4 separate regions of the Mus musculus genome follow, and all the other regions are linked to region 3. Evidence: chromatin contacts called from public HiChIP or PLAC-seq, Micro-C and promoter capture Hi-C data. All regions are on one chromosome and are shown on one strand. The core of a region is the stretch at or near the end of the contact, and the rest is flanking DNA. Distances in the headings are between cores, read along the strand shown.

What was found. Promoter capture Hi-C pulls out the DNA fragments that hold promoters and counts their contacts. A called contact is a pair of places that touch in the nucleus more often than the background predicts. HiChIP or PLAC-seq counts read pairs in DNA pulled down with a chosen protein or histone mark.
Region 1: a Micro-C map of embryonic stem cells shows a contact between it and region 3, with 5 times the contacts expected there. The contact joins the promoter of Pdik1l here to the promoter of Arid1a in region 3. A contact is called at or near these places in 3 of 484 Hi-C or Micro-C datasets (cortical neurons and embryonic stem cells) and 1 of 115 datasets of contacts at active chromatin or transcription factors (pancreatic cancer cells).
Region 2: a contact with region 3 is called in a promoter capture Hi-C map of erythroid cells, with 10 times the contacts expected there. The contact joins the promoter of Wasf2 here to the promoter of Arid1a in region 3. A contact is called at or near these places in 1 of 39 promoter capture datasets (erythroid cells) and 1 of 115 datasets of contacts at active chromatin or transcription factors (bone marrow-derived macrophages).
Region 4: a contact with region 3 is called in a FOXA1 HiChIP or PLAC-seq map of pancreatic cancer cells. The contact joins the promoter of Paqr7 here to the promoter of Arid1a in region 3.

What each region holds. Positions count from the first base shown.
Region 1 is chr4:134,285,978-134,288,677 of GRCm38.p6, reverse strand. Pdik1l (PDLIM1 interacting kinase 1 like) reads left to right here and starts at 1,425. Exons shown (of 3, transcript NM_001163794.1): 1 at 1,425-1,517.
Region 2 is chr4:133,129,372-133,132,071 of GRCm38.p6, reverse strand. It overlaps Wasf2 (WAS protein family, member 2), which reads right to left and starts at 1,439. Exons shown (of 9, transcript NM_153423.6): 1 at 1,344-1,439.
Region 3 is chr4:133,752,732-133,755,502 of GRCm38.p6, reverse strand. It overlaps Arid1a (AT rich interactive domain 1A (SWI-like)), which reads left to right and starts at 1,518. Exons shown (of 20, transcript NM_001080819.2): 1 at 1,518-2,771. The coding sequence starts at 1,892.
Region 4 is chr4:134,495,338-134,498,037 of GRCm38.p6, reverse strand. It overlaps Paqr7 (progestin and adipoQ receptor family member VII), which reads right to left and starts at 1,277. Exons shown (of 2, transcript NM_027995.3): 1 at 1,002-1,277.

The sequences.
Region 1 (2,700 bases), core at 176-2,675, 530 kb before region 3:
ATCCTGTTTAACACTGGTAGCCGGCGTCTACTGAGCTTTCCTATTTCCCCCTACTTTCCAGGGCAGGAAGCAAGTCTTGACTGACTCAGTATTCCCAGAAAACGTGAGCACCAATAGGAGGATGGCCCTCAGGACAAACTCTGAATAGATTGCTGGGCTTTTATTAGGAGGGGCTGGAGGACGTTACACTAGGGTGCGAGTGGGTGTTCTAGGAAGACAACTTTTGGTCAATGTGGCAGGTGTTGGTTTCCTCGCCTATGAAAGCAGCAGGGTCAGTAGTAAGGTCTTTACTTTTGGAATATGGTTCAGATTATATAGAAAGTTGCCCAGACCCCAAATATTAGTTTCATAAGCAGATGACAAAGGATGATCCTGGAGGCACTGAGATGCTTAGGGGGCAATGAAGGCAGGATCAACCTTACTAACAAGCAGTAGGTACAGAATAATAAAGAAAAGAATGGGCGTTTCTGGCAGATGCTTACTCAATCTGTGTAACTAACGACGGGCCGGCCAGTTGGTCCTGGTTTCCAAGTGACTGTCACCCCGATCTCAGGGCAACTCAGGGTTATGACTGACAACTGCTGGGGGCATTTGAAAGGTTTTGTGCACGTATTTGAAGAACTCCGGGGGACTGCAGTCCTAGGAGACCTGTTTTGTGTCCGTACACCCGCCTAAAATGGGTCCCAACTCCGGTTCAGGCCAGCTAGGCTGCGCGCCGCAGCCAGGTAGGCCACACCCTCTCTCTCACCCAGCAGGACGCCCCGATCCTCAAGGCCGGGAACAATGAGGTTCCGGCTTCTTTAAGGGAGATACCACCGCGCCGGTGGGGCAGGGGACAGCATCCTCCCAGATGATCGCACCCAGGCCCGCGTCGCTGCCTGGGCCATTGTGCCACCCGCAAACACAGCTCGGTGCCTCGGAACGTAGGTGCAGCCAGCCTCCCAGCACTGGCCGCGCCTCCCCACGGACCCGCCGCCCAGTCCCGCCACCAGCGAGGAAGATGCACCGGGCATCCGGCCCCAGCGAACCGCGCGCTCCAGCCCGCCGCTCGGTAGGTCTGAAGAGGGCGGGCAGCGTAGCCCGCCACGGGGCACGAGCACCGCCGGCTCGGGCCAGCGGCCGCAGCTTCTCTGGGGTCCCGGGACGCGCCCCCCGCTGCGGCTGAGGGCGACCGTCCCCTGCCGCCACCCCTGCAGGGCAGCATTGGTCCGCTCTGCAGCGCGCACACCGCTGGAAACGCTCGGCTGTGCGCCGCGCCAGGGCAGCGACGGAGCGCAATGGCCAGAGCCCGCGGAGGAGAGGCGGGCGCTCGCCCGGCAGCAGGCGGCGCTCGGCTTGCGCACGCGCGCTACGGCAAGCCGGAGGGGGCGGGGCCCGGCGTGAGGGGGTGTGTCCGCGCACCACGGGGGCGCGCGCCGGCTTCTGACTGGAGGCCGCCGCGGCCGAGGGCGCGAGCTGCGCGATAATGGCGGCCTGCAGAGCTCATGAGAGGGAGAAGCGGCGGCGGCTGCCCTGAGGTAAACCTGGCCCTTCGCCGTGCCACGGATGCCCCGCAGTCAGAACCGGTCTCCCTGCATGTGTCTCTGTCCCCAGCAGGCCTGTCACGGACCTCTCAGTGGAGTCATCCCCGGGAAGGCCCGGTGCTGCGCCGGCCACCGGCCGGGGACTGCGGCCTCCGTTCCCGCCCGGGCCACTCCCGGAGTCCGGTCCCCTAGGCTGCAGCCGCCAGGAGTTGAAGCGACTGCGAGGCCCGCTCAGGGGCCACGGGAGGGTCCCTCGGGGTTTCCAGGGACGGCCGCCCGGAGTGAGCTTGCTGCTTGGCCAGTGAGCGCGCCTCGGCGACAGAGCGAGCACCGCTGGCCTTACTTGTCCCCGTCCCCGGCACCAGCAGGTGCATGTCCAAGCCGCCGGTGCCCAGCCCCGGAGGGAGAATGGCAGGCAGGCAGGCAGGAGGGTCCGGGACGTGCCATCGTAAGGCGCTCGGGTTCTCGAAGGATGCTTCAGCAGGGCGTCTCTCCAGCCAGGACCCCAAGGATTTGATAGACACCGTCCTTTCTTATGCAAGGAAGGCGTTCTTCCTTGGGGGGGGGGACCTCTGGCAAGTGGGAGAGGACAGGGGACCGCTGCAGAGAAAAGAGTCACTTGGAAGTGCCTAGTAACCGGGAATCAGCACAGAGCAGGACAGAATGGCCCGCCCGGTGACAGGAAACCTGACATTGGGGAATCCAGGAAGAAATTGAAGGGTAGGCGACCAATACAAGGAAGTAACTCAGGGCAAACCTCAGGAACAGTCATTTTCTTTTAAATCTGGCCAATGAACTTAAAGTAGTCGTTCCGGGAGTCTCCGGTTCCCGGGGCAGTCACTTTGTTTACCTGGTTGTGCAATGTAAATACAATCTTACTCTTCCTGGCCGGCGAAGACAGTGACAGTGAGTGAGGGAGCGTACTGCAGACTCTCCACTCAAAAGAACATTTCTCTGTGGGGCCTGTGCTCCAGCTTGCCTTTAAATGATTTCTCAAGGTACAGCGCCAAAGGACTTTGTCAGAGGATTCCCTGTGATGTATAGGATGCTCCCCCTTTGGCCAGAAAAGACCTAGAATTAAATAACTATGCTAAACAACGATAAAAAGGTAGTTGACTTACTTCATTTTGAGGGAACAGCTCTGCAAAAACTTTATTTGTGCCCATTTTGTAAGAAA
Region 2 (2,700 bases), core at 190-2,689, 620 kb after region 3:
TACCCAGCTACTCCTACTCAAAGTCCACTGCCTTTACTCATCTGCAAGATAAGGAAAGAACAAAGAAAGAAAGGCTACACTTGAACACAGGCAGGCCATTGAAACTTTAGCCCCAAGGAACCCAAAGAAATTATACAACAGATGGATAAATTCTCCCTCCCAATAAAATGTAGCCTTTGTACAGAGGAGAGAAAGACACTCTGATGACACCACCTGGAGTCAAAACTCATGTCTCTATACAACAAATATTGGTGACACCTGCCTGGGACTCAAACGGAATCCTCTGCTGTCCTGACACACTTCGAAGTGATTTTTAACACTCAGAAATGGCCCTTCCTTAGTCACAAAGCAAGAAAAGGAGATGGGCTTATAATTAATAATCCTGAGCTTAAGACCTAGCCTGTCTCCACACCAAAAGTGAAATCAACTCTCCAGGCTAGACCCCTCCCTCCATTTATGACAAAGCAAACTTTGTAAGAGAACACTAACTTATCCCTGCGCGCCCGGTGCTTCCCAGAGGAAACACCCTCACTTTGGTAAGTGCCACACGTTCCGGTGTCACCCTGAGCAAGTTACTTCTCTGAAACCTACTTGACTTCCTCACCAGTAAACTTACAAGGACAGCTGGAAAAACTAAACAAGCACTTATACCTAAGGTTTGGCACATAGTAGGACAACCATTAACATTTTCCTTGGCTTTCTTCCTCTTCAGTGCTGGGCTTAAACGCCAAGGGTAACCCCTGATCTCTGAATCTATGAACATTTCCTCATCTCAAAGGACCACAGGACTTAGCCCTTCCCTGTCACGATCTGGGTAGCACCCATGCATTGGTACCAGTGGCCCGTAAGCCAAGGCTCCTTTCTGTAGGGCTCATTCTGTGCACATGTGCGCGTGCTCACACACTCCTCCACAATGTCCCTACCCCCAGCCTAGCAGCCAGGGTCCCCAAAGAGCACCTCAATTACTTTATGGTCCAAATATGGAAACTGAGGCTCAGCCTGGAGATGAACTTGTCCAGGAGCTCGGGGAGTTGCTGAGACCCAATTCACAGGCTTCGGTGAAGTCTATTTACAAATGGTAAACTGAGGCCCGAAGACGGAAGTGACTTGCTCAAGAACACACAGTGGGTTGGTGGTAGGGCCACTTTCGCCGACCCTCCCTAGTCTCCGAAGGGCACTCTGGGTCACCACCACCCCTGAGGTGTCGCCACGGCGCTGACAACACACGAGCCGCACCAGCGACCGTCAGAGCAGACACCCGGTGCCACCGGACCCTTGCAGGGGTGGCCGGGCCGGCGCTCGCCTCTCACAGCCGGGCGCGCCCAGGGGGACTTGTTGCTCACCTGACCTCGCGCAGTCGCCCTCAGCGACATGAAGGGCTGGGCAGCCGGTCCGCGTCCCCACGGAGAACGCTCCAGCCTACTGCTTCGCGGGCTGCTACTCAGCCGGACGCCCCCCTCAGCGCGCTACGCCCCCAGCCGCACTCCACCGGCCTGAGTCCGCCATTACGCGATTTCCCCGCCCCGGGACGCAGCCACACCCCGCCAACCGTTCTGATTGGCTCCCTGCCCCACCCGCCCGGAGCCCCCAGCTATCCCATTGGTCTGAATCCAATGCCAATTAAATAAGTACGCAAAAGACGTATTCAAAGGTAGTGTCCCGGGAACTCCACCCGAGCGACTTCCGCAATCGGAGTAAACAGAGGCGAGGACAAACCAAGTGAAGTGGAGATGGGACTAAAGGTACATCGACGCCCAAGTTTAAGTACAAAAATATCTGCTAAGACAGGGAAAGACCTCGGCTAACATGTATTGAAACACGATTTATTTTTATTAGAGTCCAGAGAGCCAGCCTGTTTTTTGTGTAAAGAACAGGCCGAGCCTATGAACTTTCTGTAGACACCCCTCAAGTGGCAGATCGTTCTGTCCCTTCACGCCTTGTCCCAAGCGGGACCGAAAGTCGGGTGGGGGCGAGTGAGTCATAGGCTTCAGCTCACCCCAAAGGATAGGTATTCGGGTGAAGCTGGCATCCTGAGATTGGGAGCTAGTTCTGAGAGGCCACTGTCAGGTGAGCCAAACACCTGTCACTTCACTCTGCAACTTCGGACAACTGCTGCCTACCTAGTTCTCACTTTGTTCTACAAAATAGATGCAGTAGGCCCTGGCACGTCCCAGTCCATGAAGGTGGGCAGTTTGAGAATACACTCCCAAGTGACTTATAGAATACAAAATGCTGCGGCTGGGTGACAACGTGACGAGTCCGGCTTAGCACATTTAGTATACTAGAGCATCTCTGTAGAGCAGGTATTGGCCTCTTGTGGAAGAATGGATCTTAGGCAGGCTTTGTTACCGCCACGTCTGCCTCCCTCTTTGCTTCCTTTCAAAAAGGGTGCACGGTGTGAGGGCGGTGGGGTGGAGGTCACGACACGACACGGCTCAGTCAGTAAAGTGCTGCTTTGAAAGAATGAGGACCTGCGTTTGAGAACTCAGATTCCAAACAAAGCCTAACAGGCCCGATGATACTGACTTCGCAGCGCTGGGGAGGCAGAGACAGGCAGAGCTCTAGCTCACAGGCCCAGCCTAGCCTAGCCTGCTCCTCCAGACTGGGCCAATGAGAGAGCCAGTTACTAAAACCAAGGTAAAAGTTGCCTGAAGAACAGCACCTGAGGTGATTCTCTGGCCTGCACTGGTCCATCCTCAC
Region 3 (2,771 bases), core at 269-2,768:
GGTCTCTGGTAAACTTCAAGGAGTCTTACACCTTAGGATAGACAGCAGATCTGAGGGGCATCCGTTTTCTGTGTGACCTGTTAGGCTCTTTTTCTCTCTTTATAGAGAAAATGGTTTCCATTTTCTGCATCCCTCTTCTGCAGTGGTTTTTGAACAGAGGTTCTTTCAGTCCCTGGAGCCTCTTCTGTGGGCTGTTTACAGTCTTCCAAGGTACTTGCCTTTGAAGATTGGGCTACTGGCCATTGTGAGCTAGGTTCCCTTAGGAAGTGCTAATGGAGCTTGGTTTGCCTGGAGGACTGTCTTAAGCCCCCAACGCATCAGTAGCCACCATTTTAAGAGAAGTGGTGGGATGACCACGTTTGATTTTCAAACCTCCTGACACTGATCTGATCCGGTGGTTGGATTTGTTCACAACGTAAGTGCCTTTCTTTTCTCTTTTCCTCCTTTTCTCTGGCTAAGTAGACAAGATGCGGCTTCGGCCACTCACTCCACTTTTTATAGCCACACACTTCTGCCCTCTGACTTTAAGTGACCTGGGCAGTCCCCTCCCTTCAGTCTGTTGGTAAAATGGGGGGGGGGGAGATAATCCAGACCTCATGCCCCCAGGGCCTTGTCAGAGAGGGCTAATGAGGGCAGGGCACGGGAGAACCGATAGTTTGAACAATGGTCAGTCCTCCTTTGGGGCTAGCCAAAGGGGGGGAAAAGCAGGGCTCGCTCAGCTGGGTCTCTAGAGCAGGTCTGCAAAAGGCTTTGAAGAAGAAAAGTGCTGCGGAGGTGCTAAGTCGCAGCCAAGAGCCCAGGCCCGGTGCCAGGGGGTCAGGTCCCGGCCGCGGCGGCCGCGGTTTCGGGCTCAGGCCAATTTTGCAGGCGCGGGTAAAGTTCACGCGGCCCGCTCCCTTTGGAGCGGCCGGGAGGGGACAGGCCAGGCTGGGAACGCGGCGAGCGAGGCGGCGCAGGCTCCGGAGGCGCGGGCTCCGGGCCGGGTTTTCCCCGAAGCCTTCGGCGGCGGCGCAGCCGAGCGAAAGAGGCTGAGGGCTTGCCGCCGCCGCCGCGGCTCCTTCTCTCCCCTCCTCCTTTGTGAGGGGAAGGGAGCGAGTCCATTCCACGGCCTGCGCCCGCTCCGCGCTCCAGTCCTGGTTTTTCAGGCGGCCGCGACGGCGCTGGGTAAAATGGCAGTGCTGAGCCTCGTGTCGGAGTGAGGGGGACTCGGAGGAGAGTGGGGCGCTCTAGCTGCTCAGTCCCGCCGCCCGCCCGCCCGCTCTCTCGTTCGCTCTCTCGCCCGCCCGCCCGCCGCCAAGCAGCAGCCTCGGCCCGAGCCGCGGCCGGGGAGGCGAGGCAGGGCGCCCGCCAGAGCAGCGCTCCTACTCTGCCTCCCGGCGCCCCGTCCGCCGCCGCGCGCCCTCCAGCCCGCCCGCCCGCCCGCCCGTCCCGGGTCCCCCCTCCCCCCCCGCTCCCTCCCTCCTTTCCCGCCCCCTCCCCCTCGCCTCCCTCCCTCCCTCCCTCCTCCTTTCTCCGGCAGCAGAAAGCGGAGAGTCACAGCGGGGCCAGGCCCTGGGGAGCGGAGCCTCCACCGCCCCCCTCATTCCCAGGCAAGGGCTTGGGGGGAATGAGCCGGGAGAGCCGGGTCCCGAGCCGCCAGAGCCCGGAGCAGCTGAGCCGCCGGCGCCTCGGCTGCCGCCGCCGCCTCCTCCTCCTCCTCCGCCGCCAGCCCGGAGCCTGAGCCGGCGGGGCGGGGGGGAGAGGAGCGAGCGCAGCGCAGCAGCGGAGCCCCGCGAGGCCCGCCCGGGCGGGTGGGGAGGGCAGCCCGGGGGACTCGGCCCCGGGGCGGGGTGGGAGGGGGGAGAAGACGAAGACAGGGCCGGGTCTCTCCGCGGACGAGACAGCGGGGATCATGGCCGCGCAGGTCGCCCCCGCCGCCGCCAGCAGCCTGGGCAACCCGCCGCCGCCGCCCTCGGAGCTGAAGAAAGCCGAGCAGCAACAGCGGGAGGAGGCGGGGGGCGAGGCGGCGGCGGCAGCGGCCGAGCGCGGGGAAATGAAGGCAGCCGCCGGGCAGGAGAGCGAGGGCCCCGCCGTGGGGCCGCCGCAGCCGCTGGGAAAGGAGCTGCAGGACGGGGCCGAGAGCAATGGGGGTGGCGGCGGCGGCGGAGCCGGCAGCGGCGGCGGGCCCGGCGCGGAGCCGGACCTGAAGAACTCGAACGGGAACGCGGGCCCTAGGCCCGCCCTGAACAATAACCTCCCGGAGCCGCCCGGCGGCGGCGGCGGCGGCGGCAGCAGCAGCAGCGACGGGGTGGGGGCGCCTCCTCACTCGGCCGCGGCCGCCCTGCCGCCCCCAGCCTACGGCTTCGGGCAAGCCTACGGCCGGAGCCCGTCTGCCGTCGCCGCCGCGGCGGCCGCCGTCTTCCACCAACAACATGGCGGACAACAAAGCCCTGGCCTGGCAGCGCTGCAGAGCGGCGGCGGCGGGGGCTTGGAGCCCTACGCCGGGCCCCAGCAGAACTCGCACGACCACGGCTTCCCCAACCACCAGTACAACTCCTACTACCCCAACCGCAGCGCCTACCCCCCGCCTCCCCAGGCCTACGCGCTGAGCTCCCCGAGAGGTGGCACTCCGGGCTCCGGCGCGGCGGCGGCCGCCGGCTCCAAGCCGCCTCCCTCCTCCAGCGCCTCTGCCTCCTCGTCGTCTTCGTCCTTCGCACAGCAGCGCTTCGGGGCCATGGGGGGAGGCGGCCCCTCAGCGGCCGGCGGGGGAACTCCCCAGCCCACCGCCACCC
Region 4 (2,700 bases), core at 28-2,527, 740 kb before region 3:
AATGGAAATGTTAAGGACATTTTCCCCCAAAGTTCAGACACTCCCACGGTTCCAAGGAGTACCCTGAAAGGGAAGATCTTCATCATGGTGTCCCCGGGTACCCAACAAGAACAGTCAGCTTGGGGAATCCACCAAGCCTCCTCTCAGTGCATAGCCTGAGGCAGCCTAAGGGGCTTCAGGGGCTGCTAGGAGGAAATCCCCCAGGTTAAGGCTGAGGGTGGTGGTGGGGCCTTGTCTCTTTTCCTATCTAGGGCAATCTGGCTTTCCTGACGCTAGGGAAGGGATCCAATATTCTGGCCTGGTAGCCCTCCCACCTCTCTAAAGCTTTCCTTGGGGGTTCCCCCACAAGGATCTGCAAAACATACCACACACACACACACACACACACACACACACACACACACACACACACACACACACACTTCCACCCCTGCTCCTTCTTGTCCCATTATAACCTCGCTCCTAGAATGCAGCACATAGCCTGTGAGGTTGGTTGTTCCTGCCCAGGGTGTGATCCTGCTGCACAGGCTGTCTCCCATGCCTAACTTCTGCAGACGACACTGAATTATTCTCCCCATTCCACAAGCCACAAGCTCATAGGCTTTACTCCAGCCCTGGTCCTCCTTCTCCATGGCATGCTACCTCTGGTCCTCCCATAATCCTTCTGCTCTCCCCACTCCCTTACAGTGACCCCCCCACTGCTCCTCCGGGGGTGGGGTGACCTCAAACGTTTCTTCTTCCGGTCCCCTCCTTGAGGCTAATTCCCTTGGTGACCTCTCCTCACCCCTACCGGGAGGTGCTCCCCTACATAACTGTCCGGCTGTCAGGGTCCTGCTGTCTTCGGCCTCGCCCCATCTTCTGCCACCTGCCCACTTCCGCCACTGGGCACCGCACGCATGCAGCTAGGAGCACACCCCCAACCCGCGTGCCGGGGGAGCACTTCTCTACTCCCAGCCCAGCCCAGCCCGGCCCGGCCCCGGGATCTCCAGGAGCAGTCTCACCTGTGGTCAGAGCAGAGCTAGGAGCTGTCTGCTGCGTCCCCCGCGCTGGAGTCGCAGATAAAGGGGTAGCGGCCACGCCCCAAGCCCGGAGGGCGGCGCTGGGCACCGGGAGCTCAGCCGCCTCCGCCAGTCTGCAGCTTCTCGCCTGGCGTTATGCAAGCTCAGACTGCAGGAGGGGTCACTCCACGACGCATCCCGGGACTTCCTGCGGCCACAGTACAGTCTGAAAATAGAAGGCCCAGAGAACCTAGGCTCAGATAAGAGGCTGCAGACTCCTGCAGAGTTTACCCACTTCCCCAAAGCGCAAGCTTCGCTCTGTGATAGTTGCAAGAGAGTCGGATGAGTGTCCCAAGAGCTCTGAGGCAAGCTTGAGCTCAGCACATACCGCTCATGCCTCACAGGGCTACTGTAGTCCAGATGTCGCTCTCCCTGGGGAGCTGCGTCCCAAACTGGGCTCTCTGGCTTATCAAAGTCTCATCCCGTGATCTCTGACATTTTCCCTGTCCTGATTTGTCTAGATCTCTGTCAGAACAACCACTCCTGGTTGTCACATCTTCCAGGTATGGGACCAGCAGAGAAGGTGAACAGCCCAGTGGGTTTTTATAGGCAGGGTATGCCTCCAATAAATACTTTCTTACAGTGCCTCATGTGCCTGCCCCTTCTGTGGTGTTCATACCTAACAAAAATGGAGTACCAGACCGGGTCTTGAGTAAAGAGGCCTGATTGGTAGAGGCTAGGGCCCTGTCCTTTACTGAGCTTTTGAGTCTAGAGCCCTGACACATTAACAGGATTGAAGCCTGTTGCTACCCCAGCTCACCCTGCGACCTTGGACAAACCTTGCTCTTTTGGGCCTCAGTGTTATAGAGATGGCAGTACCACTTGACAAGGTGTTTAGGTCAAACGGTGGACATGAAGGTCTTTGGAAACTGCAAAATTTCCCTCTGTACTGTGATGAGCATATTATCTTAAGAGAATTGTATGTGAGAGACTGGCCTCTCATTCAACAAATTCAGACAAACGCCCACATTTCCTGAATCCATGGGGCAAGCCGACAGGCCTGCCATCCCGTGCCTACTACTCTGGAGACTGAGGCAGGAGGATTATTTGAAGCCAGGAGTTCAAGGGCAGCCTGGGCAACATATGGTGACTGTGTCCTGATAGGATGAATAAAAATGAGAGACTTTGCAGACAGTGGTGGCAGCGGTGGCACACGCCTTTGATCCCAGCACTCAGGAGCCAGAGGCAGAGGCAAGGGATCTCTGGGTTCTGGGCCAGCCTACTCTATGGAGCTAGTTCCAGGAAAGCCAGCGCTAAACAAAGACATCCCATCTTAAACAAAACAAAACAAAACAAAACAAAACAAACAGTAAGGACTTAGAAGAAGCCTCGGACTCAGCTTCTATTTTTGGCAGGAAGGTCAAGCTCTCACTGCTTTGATTCTTTGTTTCCGGTTGGTTTGGCTTTTGTCAGAGGTGGTATGTTTTTTGTTCATTTGTATGTTTTTAAAGGCAGAGTCTCACCCAGCTCCTGCTTGGAGCTCACAAGTGAAGCAGAGGCTGAGGTCTCCGGCATACACCACCACATCCTGTCCCCTCTTGGTTTGTTTTCAAATCCACGGTTTATATGTAATGTTCTTGGCCTGTGGCAAGCGGTGAGCCAAGCAGTTGCCATGACGACCTCTCTTGATCTAAACCATCCC